2 separate regions of the Cricetulus griseus genome follow, and region 1 is linked to region 2. Evidence: chromatin contacts called from public Hi-C data. All regions are on one chromosome and are shown on one strand. Each heading gives the region's core, a stretch centred on a gene start, on an enhancer-like site or on the middle of the called end of the contact. The rest is flanking DNA. Distances are from core to core; before and after follow the strand shown.

The links. A called contact is a pair of places that touch in the nucleus more often than the background predicts.
Region 1: a contact with region 2 is called in a Hi-C map of the CHO-K1 cell line, with 4 times the contacts expected there. The contact joins two enhancer-like sites. A contact is called at or near these places in 2 of 8 Hi-C or Micro-C datasets (the CHL-YN cell line and the CHO-K1 cell line).

What each region holds. Positions count from the first base shown.
Region 1 is chr4:98,544,333-98,550,311 of CriGri-PICRH-1.0, reverse strand. All of the region lies in intron 2 of Med13l (mediator of RNA polymerase II transcription subunit 13-like), which reads right to left. Among named protein-coding and RNA genes, the nearest start is that of Med13l, 100 kb to the right of the region's middle. Within about 2 kb of position 2,076, at least 1 of the 6 cell types and tissues checked has open chromatin away from gene starts, as enhancers often do. A contact at or near this core is called in the CHO-K1 cell line, where this site is marked.
Region 2 is chr4:98,184,696-98,191,241 of CriGri-PICRH-1.0, reverse strand. No RefSeq gene overlaps it. Among named protein-coding and RNA genes, the nearest start is that of Spring1, 37 kb to the right of the region's middle. Within about 2 kb of position 3,576, at least 2 of the 6 cell types and tissues checked have open chromatin away from gene starts, as enhancers often do. A contact at or near this core is called in the CHO-K1 cell line, where this site is marked.

The sequences.
Region 1 (5,979 bases), core at 827-3,326, 360 kb before region 2:
ATGTATCACACTGCTGCAACAGCTGAAATGAATGTCTAGACATCTGAAACACTTCTTACTCCCCTACTGCTTTTTAACCTCAGGCATCAGAATTACTGAAACCTATTATCCAGAACATTGAGTTCAGCAAGCACATTGGCCACTGCAAAAACTGGAGGGGGAGGGGCACTAGTGGAAAATAGAACTCCTCATTCAGCCACTGAAAAAGGATTTTTTTTTTCAAACCCCACAAATGTAAATAGACTAAAAAGCAAGGCAAAAGAGAGGTCTCACCCTTGTTAGATTTGCTGTAACACAGGGCTAAGGGAACATGATCTAAAGGGAGGCTGAGAATCTGCCCCCTTGTCTTTGTTTTCAATTGTGCTGCTCAATGCATAAAACTGTAGTTAAAAACTGAAACTTTCCAATTCTCACATCTACTCCCTGAGCACTGTACAATAAGCAGACATTGCAATAAGACAGCATTTATCAATTTCACGATGGACTATACCAAATAATACTTAAGAATTTTTGGCATATCTGATTTCTTAAAAAAAATTGACTTAACAAAAAATTGAGTAACAAAGTAGCATAATGTCACATTAATTCTGAAAAATAGCACCATACCCATAAAAAATCCAATTACACACAGTATCACTGACTGATCACCATTTTGCTATTATTGATTGCCTTGTAAAATCTATCTGAAGTCATTAATAACTAAATGGACTTATTTATATCAAACCTAACCCATTCAGCAAGCTGCTCTCTTGAACTGCTCTTGGATGTAGAACATTTGGTTTCACTTAGCAAATTTGTATCAGAAATGCATTTAGCTTTCCACTGTCAATTCATCAGTCAAATAAGGACCAGAGGATAAACTATTAGGGACAGAACACAGACACAGAAATGCCTTTAACATTTGCAAAGTTAAAGGATTGCAACCCTGATAATGCTCAGCAGCCAGAAGATTGGCTGTGACTTGCCATTTTACCAGGCTAACATCTTCCTAAGGAGTCTCTAACAGCATGGGTCCTCTGCCAGTTGTAGGATAACCAGAATTTTAATGAAGGTTTCTGCTCAGCACTGTAGCAGCTGAGACATGACCCATGTTAGCATTTCAATGGATCACAGGACTCACAAAGCCAGTACATTTTCTACTAAAGGAGGTCAGAGAATTAGATTTCTGGATACACAGAGCAAGACCTTCAGAAGACAGCTAGCTGTGCAGAAGAGAGCCCCATGTCACTGTGATCACTCACAATGAAGGAGAAAGCATAAGTGTGGCATTGATTCCCCAAATCCAAGTTCATCCCCCATTCACCACTCTTTTCAAGCATTTTACAGTGATCACTACCATTTTACCTTATGCTCTTAATGTACTCAAAAAAATGTATAAATGGACAAGGGTCTAGAAGGATAGCCCTGGCTAGGAGAGCAGTCATCACCTCATTGTAAACTCCAGACTTCCTTTGTGAGAATATGTTAATTACTTTAATTCTTAAGTAAGGTCAGTGTTAAACAGCTACATGTTCTGAAATTGCAAAGGATTGCCATGAGATATAAATTAAATGTGGGGGTTTTTAAATTTTTGTTTTTGAGCATTCTCACAGTATAGCCAAGGGTAGCCTCAAACTCATGACAATCCTCCTGCTTTAGCTTTCAGACTTCTAGGATTACAGGTGTGAGATACTGTTCCAGGCACCAAGAAATGTTCAATATTAACAAAAAAATGTACATATGGTTGATACATATATGATGTACACACATTATATAGGACACACATACGATATACACACATACGATTCAGTTAAGGCATTTTCACTTAAATCTATCAATGCTTCATATAAACTTCTTTTAAGATGGTGTCATGTTAGTCAAAAACACTCAATCTTTGGGTTTCAATTCTGTTCTCAATTAAAGAGTAAAAAAAATTAAAACTATTTATTCCCTTCCACTCTTCAGAGGCAACCTGCTTTGAAATGTAAACACACATTCTTGCATGCTACTAAAATTCTGACAGGAGAGGTCGCCAAACTGCATCTTACACTAAGGCTCCAACAGTTGTCTGTCACTGCTATCACTGTGAGTAATCCTCCCAGCTGTAACTGTTTGAAATGCAGCTGTCTTCTTGGCATTCTCTCCCAACCCCCACTCAGCTAGCATTTCTGTTCTTGCTGCAATAATCTTACAGGGCATTTTACAGGAGGCTTAGCCCTGGCAGAGGGCACTCTCTGGCGTGACCACGAGAACATGGAAACACGATTCATTAGACACGCCTGGAGTGACAACAATGGTGCCGCTTCTTGCTGCCTTTCATTTCACACATCAGCCTGAGACTAATGCATTCTCGTTACTCAACAAGCACGTTTACAGACAGGGGAAACTGTAATCACCTCTGATTAAGAGACGGCAGATTTCTCCTATATGAGCCGCCAGCCACAGTGACATAGTAATTATTTTGTAACTGACAGGTTAAAACAGCAAATGTAGCAAAAATAACATGGGGGAGGGGAGGGAGCAGAGCAGGAGGAAGAAGAGTGAAGAGGGAAAGAGAGACAGCTTGAACTCCACACAGAAGGTCCTCTGAGACTAAGTCTGCTCTACATGTTCTGTCTCCACCTAAGGGATGGTACTGTGACAGTCTCATTAAGTACACACACCCTAAGGGTTCATTTCTTTGGTCATTTTTTAGCTAATTACTACTGGCCTTTCTTTTTTCTGGTTCTCTCACCAACAGTCTATGATATTGACAGTGGTGTTAAACTCCTTCATCTTCCTTTAATTTTTGCTGTACTTTTTCTCACCGACTTTTACTACAAATAGCTGTTTTCATTTGTAAAACACTGCTCCAACCTTCCTATTTTAATGTAGTTTTTAAAAAGAAAATACTCTTTTGAAGAAAAACAAGATTGCGGAATAATTACATCGGCTCATCACTTGGTCCAGCGTGCAAAAGTTCCAGCTATGAACGCAGAGGCCCTGACAACAAGTGCAGGCCATTCTACTATAGCACTTCCAGGAAGTGAACATCCCTCACACCCATGGGGCTGCACCCTCTGTGAGACCAAGTGTGCATGCTGGCAGCCACGGTTTGTGCAGAGATTGGTAGTTAAGAGAAAAGAATTTGTTAGGTGTGGAAATGAGTATAGTTAAAATAAAATAGTGGAGAGTAGATTTTGAAGATTAACATTGTATATAATTAACATCTTTAAAAAAAGTTTAGTCTTTTCTTAGGCCTTCTATAACATTACTGTAGTTTACATTAAGAATATGCTATAAAGCAAAAAGAATTCACACATGTGAAGAGTGCAGTGAACAAAAAACAGCTCCTGGAAAACAAAGAAAAAGAAGATAAGCAAATAGAAACTTTCAAACAACTTGAGGGGCTGGTGCAACTCAGTGGTTAAGAGCTATTCTTGCAGACAGAGGACCCATGCTGGGTTCCCAGAACCATTTGGTAGTTCACAGCCATCTATAGCTCCCTGACACTCATTAGGTACACATTTATACAATAAATAAATCAAAACAAAATAATAATAATTATAAATTTCAAAAACATTTTTAAAAATGCAATGGAGTGCTAATGAAACAAGCATGGGACCCTGGTTCAATCCCCAGTGCTTGGCCTCCTCCTTCCTCCTCCTTCCTCCCTCTTTCCAAGCACACACACTAAAAAGTTTCACCTTGGAGGGTGAGGGGGTGGCGGTGGGAGTTAAGAGGGTGAGAGAAACCAAACACACCTGTGTTTTGCAATCTAGCAAAATGCTTGAACAACTTTACACTGTTACATTGTTTTAGATATGACCCCACCAGGTCAGAGACTAAAACACCACAGCCTATCTCTAAGGTGCTGTTAAATGACCTTAGACTCAGTGCTATTATATTACCGAGAATCAACCAAGACAACACAGTTTATACTCTATATATTCAAGACTCCTCTTTTACTTTGTCCCTTTGTACTGTATACAACCATGAACCCCCCCCAGAAAAAAAAAAACTAATGTAATCATTTTTACAGGCTTCCTCCCTCTCCCTCCCTCCCTCCCTCCTCCCTCCTCCCTCCTCTCTCCCTCCCCCCCCCCATCTCAGTTTAAATGTATTCTAGCCACCTGAACACTGGGTATTTGGCTTCCATGTGCACTCTGTTCACAATCAAAACTCTTAGCAGAAACCAATTATTATTCTTCACTTTCAAAGGGCAGTGCAGCTCTCCCATTGGGTTAGTCTATTTTCTGTTATCAGAACAAAATGCCTTGAGTCGAATACTTAATGAAGAAAATGGGTTTCCTTAGCTCCTAGATTCTGAGGCAAAGTGCTCCTGACTTCATCATGTCAAGGAGGTAGAGAGGAGGACAAGAAGAGAACAAAAGCCAGAGAGATCACAGTCTTGCTCCTTCACAATGCCTACCTTTCAAGACCCAAGGCCCTGAAACTGCTCTCATGGAAGGGCGCTGCTCATCTAACTACCTCCCACTGGGCCCCAGCACACCTCACCCTACCATATCGAGGTCCACAATCCAACACACGAAAGCTTGACCTACACTCAGAAGATCTAAACCCCAAGGTGCACACATCTTCAAAACAAGCTTGTGGTTTCTCTTCTTTTTTCCTTTCTCTGTGACTCAGGCTGGCCCAAACTCAAAATCCTGCCTCACCTCCACAGTGCTGGGATTATAGGCTCTGTGCAGCCAAGTGTGGCCTCAGTTACAGCTTCATCCATTGTAAATCATGGAGTTGTACAGAGACTGGTCACTGCTTACTGCCCTGACAATGCACCCACAGAGGATACACTTTAAAGATATGAAGAGTATACAAACAGTAGATTTACCAAGCACTGTAATAGCCAGGACCAGAAAAGCAGAAAGTGAGGCAAGCGAGTCCCACTGGTTCTGCACATGCACTGTGAGTCTTTCTGGCTCTGGCTCCACAAGACTGTAACAAGGTGCCCTGTGCTGTCAGTTTTTAGGACAGACCCCAAGGATTTCCACTGTTTCAGGGCTAGTTTCAGACAATTTCACCAAACCCACAACACAAACCAATACTACAGTTAAGCTGGTATTTGATGGGCTAGCCTTTAATCTACCCATTTAAAATGGGGTTTAATGCAGAAAAAAAAAAAAATGCATTCACCAAATGATTAACTCGTATTACCCTGTTAGTCACATGATGAAGTTCTGTCCACTGATGTATAACATGAATTCTTCATTCCATGATTTTAAAACTAGCTATTATAAAGTGCACCAATCAAAAAGTTCCTTATATTTGTGCTATTTTACCTGAACCAATCAGAAAGCTTTTATAAGCTTGCTATAATATTTATTGGAGACCAGATCAGGTTGCTAAATAATTCATTTACTTTGTATACAACTTTCTGTATGTTATAAACCAATTTTTTTAAACTTTAATCAACTGAACTTCCAAAAGAAAAGAACTACATATGGAAGAATCCAACTTGCAAGCACAGTGCTCCCAATATGACTGTGCCTTAACTGCATTGGGCATCAGCCACAGAATGGACAAGCAATAACCACTGTAAGCCCTCAGCTACACATTTACACTAAAACACGCCTCATCTACGGCTGTTCTTCACTTGAATGACAGGGTAAGCAGACAAGAAAGGACAGGAAGGAGCACAGTAAACAGGAAAGCATGCACTGGGGGGCCTCTGCCTGTCCTCTTGTACCACTGGCCCCTCCACCAGCCACCTGTGCCTAAACTAATCCCCTCTTAGTGGCCCTTTCACCTTCACTCACTTTTCTTTATCAATGACTTTGCCACAAACAATGGTAAGAAGTATGTGTCTATCACCTTTCTTCTCACTATCTGAAACAGACAAGTCAATCTGTGCTGACAAAAAATCTTCACTAAGAAAATACTGTGTCCCCAGAAAAACACTCAAAGAAAACAAAAAGCAAGAAGATCAGATCCGTGTTATTAAGGCTGTATGCACAGAGGTGTGCTAGGCCCTGTAGTGCTAAACATACATTCTACCACAGA
Region 2 (6,546 bases), core at 2,327-4,826:
ACAAATGTAACACACCTTTACACAGTTAAAGTAATATCCCACAGCATAAACAAATGTAACACATCTTTGCCTAGTTAAAATAATATTCCACAACAGTTTTGGTTTTGTTTTTTTTTTTGGGGGGGGTGTTGTTGTTGTTTCTTTTCTTTTTCTTTTCTTTCTTTCTTTCTTTTTTTTTTTTTTTTTTGGTTTTATGAGATAGGTTTTCTCTGTGTAACAGCCCTGGCTGTCCTGAAACTCACTTTGTAGACCATGCTGGTCTTGAACTCACAGAGATCCACCAGCCTCTGTCTCCAGAGTCCTGGGATTAAGGGCTCGTGCCACCACACCCAGCTAAATAGGAGTTTTGCCACTTGTAAGTTTTGAAGGAAAGGATTCTTTAAGGAAGGACTAGAAGGCACTTTATTTTTATCTATCTATCTATCTATCTATCTATGTATGTGTCTATCTATCTATCTATCTACTTATTTTTGAGACAGTGTTTCTCTGTATAGCCTTGGCTGTATTGGAACTCACTTTGTAGACCAGGCTGTTCTTTAACTCACAAAGATTTTCCTGCCTCTGCCTCCCCAGTTCTGGGATAAGACACATGCAACACCATGCCTGGTGAGTTTTGCTTTTTCTCTCCTATCACTTATTATGTGTCTTAACTTGTGTATATGTATCATATGAGCTTTGTACCATGATAGAAAACTACATACCCAAGCCAAAATGACACAAAGAATGACTCCCTGTCGGTGAAAAGTGCAAGGCCAATCCCTCCCTGGAGTCTGGTTCTAGCAGCTGGGTGGCTGACAGTCAGCAAAGGAAACTAATGGGTGGTAGAGGCTCCAGGCTTCAATCCCACACAGGGTATTTTTCCCATCCATCACCCATTGGTAGCAGAATCAATATCCACTTAAAAACCTCTGCTGGCCTCCCACTGCCTACAGGAAACTGTCCCAACTCTGTACCACATCATTAAAAGTCCTGTGCAGCCTGCCCCCTCCCTGCCTGTTCACCCCACCCCACCAACTTCATCTGCCTACATTCAAACCATACCAAGCAGGGAGGCCGGGAGAGTGGAGGCTGGCAGACCTGGGAACAGTCTTTCTCCACTTGTGAGCCTGTGACCTTGGTTGGGCAATTCAGCCTCTCCCTGCAACATCTGAGATCTTCATCTGTAAAAGCGGGCTAATGCTACCTGGATGCTGGAGGAGGCAGTGAGATGGCCTATGTTCAAGACCTGCACACTGCACATCCTAGGATACGGTGCCCAGAGGATGCTCTCAACAGCTCTTTGCTTTGGTCTTCTCACTTTTTCTGCTCTTTGCAGATGCCCTTCCTGTGACTCCTAATTTCCTCCCTCATTTTCTGGCCAGCAAACTCCTTGCAGACCCTTCCATGACCACCCACTTTGTGGTTCCCATGGTATAAATTCATTTGTTCACAGTGACAGCCAACACTAGTAATGCTTATGTCCTGTGTTGATCTGCTTCTGGTGGTTCCCAGTGGAGGGGCCATGGCTTCAGGACCACTTGGTATAAACTTGAACTCAGTATAGACCTGAGCAGAGCAGATGTTCAGCTAGTATTTGTTATGTGTGTTTATATGTGTGCTGCTTGCCTGTTTTGTTTTGAGTGGTTTGGTTTTTTGAGACAGGTTAGGTAGCTCGAGATGGTCTCAAATCTGTAATCCCCTGCCTCTGTTTCTGAGTGCTGGATTTACAGACATGGACCACCATGTCCAGCCTTCTGTACTTTTTGCTTTTATTTGGTTTTGCTGAGACTGTTTTTTGTTGCCCAACTGACCTTAAACTCTTTGTTTAATCAAACTCTCTATGTGGCTTTGAACTCTTGATCTTGCTGCCCTCGCCTCTCACATGCGGAGATCACAGGCATGCCCAACTAGTATACATTTTGAATGAATATATTTACCCACACATTCTCAATAAACCTCTGGGCACCTACTTTACTATCTGCATTACAAGAAGATTGGAAGAGAAAAATTAAACACGATTGCAGAGCATGGATGCAGACAGGGGCTGCTCCAGTGCCCACCCACAGGGTTTTTTATCTAAATGAAAGTCACACAGATCTTTGCTCATGTTTTTTCTGAAATGTTCTGCCATTTCTTACATCCAAGCCTTCGGCTCAGTGCACACCTGTTTACATGCAATGTAACCCTTGGGTGCAATAACAGCACCTTCTCTTTCGAATACGATGTTTGCAGATAGAGGCAAGAGGAAGCATTCTGTCTCCAATTACAGATACACAGGCCTCCAGAAAACAGCCAGCATTCTCACGCTCTTCCGGTCTACAAGCCGGAAAATGTCAGGACAGATGCTTCCAAATTCTGAGGAAAAATAAACACACACATGAATGTCTGGTCTCTGAGGACCAGAGTCAGCCTGGAATACACTTTACGGCTGTTGGGGACCTTGGAATGGGATGAAGAAGAAACCGCATGAATTTGACAGCTCTTTTGTACCTAGAGCTTTGCTGGGGTCTCATATCTATTGTTTCATTTCACTTTATTTTGAAATTATTTTAAATATACACTTATCTATGGGGTGGGGAGCAGAGCTCGTGTCCCAGTACTCATTGGTAGCTTGGAGGGAACTTGTGGCAATCCCATCCTCTCCTTCCACTGTGTAGAGTTCCTGAAATCAAATCATCAGGATTGGTACCAAACACCTTTACCTGCTGAGCCATCTGGCCAGCCCTGTTTCACTTTAATATCCATTCAGAGAGGTGGAGAGAAGGAAACTGTGTGTGTGTGTGTGTGTGTGTGTGTGTGTGTGTGTGTGTGTGTGTAAATAGGTATAGCTGGAATTCAAACCCCCATCCAAACTCCATATTCAACCTTTTTTACACTATGCCCTGGAATGCTGGTAGATTGGTCCCTTGGATGCCCATGAGCTTCAAAATGGGTAAAAACAGCTGCCCTATCTCCCCTCCCGAGGCAGGAAGATGCCTGTCCCTAGAGAAGCCAGGAATGCACACAGAGGGAGAGGGGTTAGACTGCCCCCGTGTGTTGGGAGGACCAGCATACACCTGCAACTCTAAGGGCGCATTGGAACCACATCTCTCATCCTGCCAAAGATACCCTAGGCTTCAAGCTAGGTACTTCTTACCAACAGAGACACATATGTCATTCACTCTGCACCCATTCTGAGTTCTAGGAGTGGTGCTGGCCCAGAAATCACAATGCATAAGATGGGGCTGTATGTGGACTAGCCTCCTAAGATGCTGGGCAAGCCACCCGAGCTCCCCACCCAAGTTTCATTTTGAGCCTCTCTGTCAAAAAAAAAACCAACAACAACAACTGTGTTTATAGATTGCCATACAGTGAACCTCTGTGATCCTCAATACATCTGTACCCAGCGTGTTCCCAGGCAAGCGACCGCTGTCCTCACCCTGTTTTTGATAGACAAGAGACCCTCCCATAAGAGCAGGCAGGGAGGGAACTCATGTAATTGATGAAAGGTGTCGTATTGTTGAATCAGATGAAAGATTTTCTGGTCTTTGTTTTGCCAGAGAGACTTTCTACACGTTTCCTTTAATAGGCTTCCCCCGTGGGATGAGTCATCTCCAAAGACTGCAGCCTGCCGCTTCCTGGGAATTTCCCTTCCCTTGGTCAGCCTTAGTTTCTCCTATCTGTAAAACAGGGCCATTCAGCAAGGATTCAAAGGTACATGGAGGCTCTTCAAGGTTTCCAGGACCCTGGATTTGGAGCAACCCTACCAATATCATGTCACCTTCAAAGTGTTACATTGTTAGACAAGCCCTGCCTCTTCACATTGCAGAAAGCCGCTTGCATGTATTGGGCTTGTGCGTGATAGAAATTGGGGTGGTCACCTGTCAAAATCCTCTGCCTTGAGTGGTGCCTATCCCCTCCCTTGTAGCTAGTTATCAATGAAGGGTGTGTGTGCGGGCAGGCACATGCTTGATCAAAAAATAGGCCTCCCCCAGGTTTCTTCCAATATGCAAGCTGTCACAGGTCTCAGGGCAAGATATTATTTCTGATAAATAGAGACGGACAACAGATGATTTCTATATTAATATTACAAAAAAAAAGTGTGCCTCTCCTGCAACTCACCAGAGACAGGAAGGCAGGTGTATGAAGAGTTGGGCTATAGATACAGGGGACTTTGGTCCTGTGAGAGTTGGAGGAACCCCCCCCCCCACACACACACACAAACACACACACCACCACCACCTTGCAGTTCATTCCCCCTCCCCTGACCTCTCCTCCTTCATCTCATGCAGTTCAAAGAAAGGGGGTCTGCATTTTCTTCCTGTTGATGGAGGGTGATTAGCAGTCAGGTGGAGCGCTGCTCGGGGGACAGCACAACAGATTAATTAAATCACTCTGGCTGGCTAAGTGGTGACACTGTGATTTATAGCGCTGCTCACTCAACCAGACAGCCGGGCTTTTCTTGCACACAGAAGGAAGGAGGGCCAAGCTGGCCAGTGGTTACAGATCTCAGGCACTACAAACTTTCAGGGCAAGCATTTTTACCCTTCAGGTGGTGGGCCCCCTGCTGGGCTTGCATCTCTGAGCTAAGAGACCCACAGGAGAAAGGGAGCAGGGAGGAGTGATAGGCTGGCCACACGGTGTGTCTCTGAGGCTCAAAAGATTCAACTGTGGCTCACCCTGAAGAAACAGCCCCCTGCCAGTCCCAGCCTGGTGACTCTGGGCCTTTGTCCCCATTTTTTCCAGGACAGCATTGTCTCCTTAGTGAGATGCCCCACTGTTTCTCTTAGATGTTCTGTAGGCGGCTGCCTCCACTTCCCTGAGGAACTAGGTCACACAGGGTAGTGTGACAACGGTAGATATTCTAAAACATTTAGCAAGAGCTGGTTCTGTGATACTCTATGTGGGAGCGGGGAGCTAGCTCATTTCCACTGTTCATGGACAGAAAAATAAAGACACAGCAGAATCCGGGGCCAGCTCAGCAGTTAAGAAAACTGGCTGTTCTTCTGGAGGACCAAGGTTCAATTCCCAGCACCCCCACATGACAGCGCACAACAGTTTGTAACTCCAGTTTCAAGGGATCTGACATCCTGATACATGCAGGCAAAAACACTAATGCACATGAAATAAAAATAACATTTAAAAATGGAAAGAAAGACAGACACATGGCAGGCTGATTGGCATTGAACGAAAAGAGGAAGGAAGGAAGGAAGATAAGGAAGGAAGGAAGGAAGGAAGGAAGGAAGGAAGGAAGGAAGGAAGGAAGGAAGGAAGGCAGGAAGGAAGAAAAGACACAGCAGAATCCATACAATGGAGTGCTATGCAACCTTTTTTTAAAGGGAGACAATGTGGAGGGTGGGCACATGGACGGACACTGATGAAGTAGTTCAGTCAGCAGGGTGTTTTGCCAAAAGGCTCCAGGTTCAATCCTCAAACCGCAGAAAACCAGGACTGGTGGCAGTAGCCTATAATCCCAGCACTTAGGAGCTGGAGATGGGGGATAAGAAGTTCAAGGACATGTTCACCTACTTAGTGAGTTCAAGGTCAGCCCTGGACATGCTAGTTTCTGCCCCCAAAATAAAATTTTTTTAAATGCTAAAAAAATGAAATTCTGACCTTGATACAAGATGGGTGGACCCTGGGGACATAGTACTAATGGAAAGAGATCATACACAAAAAATTGTGTAATTCCAGTACCTGGGAACCTAGTGTCTTCAAATCACGGGGAGAAAGCAGGGGTGGGGGGAAGATTAGCAGCCAGACAGGAGAGAGGGGAGTGGAGTTAGTGTGTGGTAGGTGACCTATTCTGTGTAAGGTATGACGGTACTGGAGAGGTGGGTGTCGGCTGTGCCACAGTGAAGCTACACAGTACACCTAAAGTAGCTAAAATGACAATATTGTGTATATGCTACTATGCTTTACTGATGACATTTCTTTTTCTTCTAATTAAGTTCTTAATTAGCATATAAAGTAATATGTTTCATTATAACATTTTCAGAAATGTATGGCATTGTATTTTGTTCATATCCAGGCCCTCATGACCCTGCATCTTGACCCCACAGTGGTCCACAATCAGTTTAAATGAAGTGTCTGGTTGGAGGGAGGGTGCACAGGGATACAGAAGGAATGAGGAAGAAGCTGACTATAGGTCTCCTGTGGCTTTTTCCTTAGCCTAGGCATCTCAGAAGCCCCTGAGAAGCCACCGGACCCTTATCTCAACTATGAAGGGAGCCAGAGTGCCATCAAATATTAAAAGGGTAGAGCGACTGGCATAGTTTTCCATATAAATGACACTACTTACATATATGAAGATTGCTTTTAAAATTCAAATATAATTATTTTTTAAAAGGCATCCAGCGAGCTCTGTCTCTCTCCGCACTCTGACACTTCTGGCTGTTGTCATGTTCTAGTGAGGTGCCTGTTGGCAGACAGCCCAAAGCACTTTGTAACATGCCCTCCAGATCCTCAGTGAAAAGTGATCAAAGGGTTGGCAGCGGTGAAGACAGGGCTGAGATCGGCTCCATGAGGGGTGGGGCCAGGCCATTGTCCCTCTTGGTGGGAACAGCTGCTTAGCGGACACTGGCACAG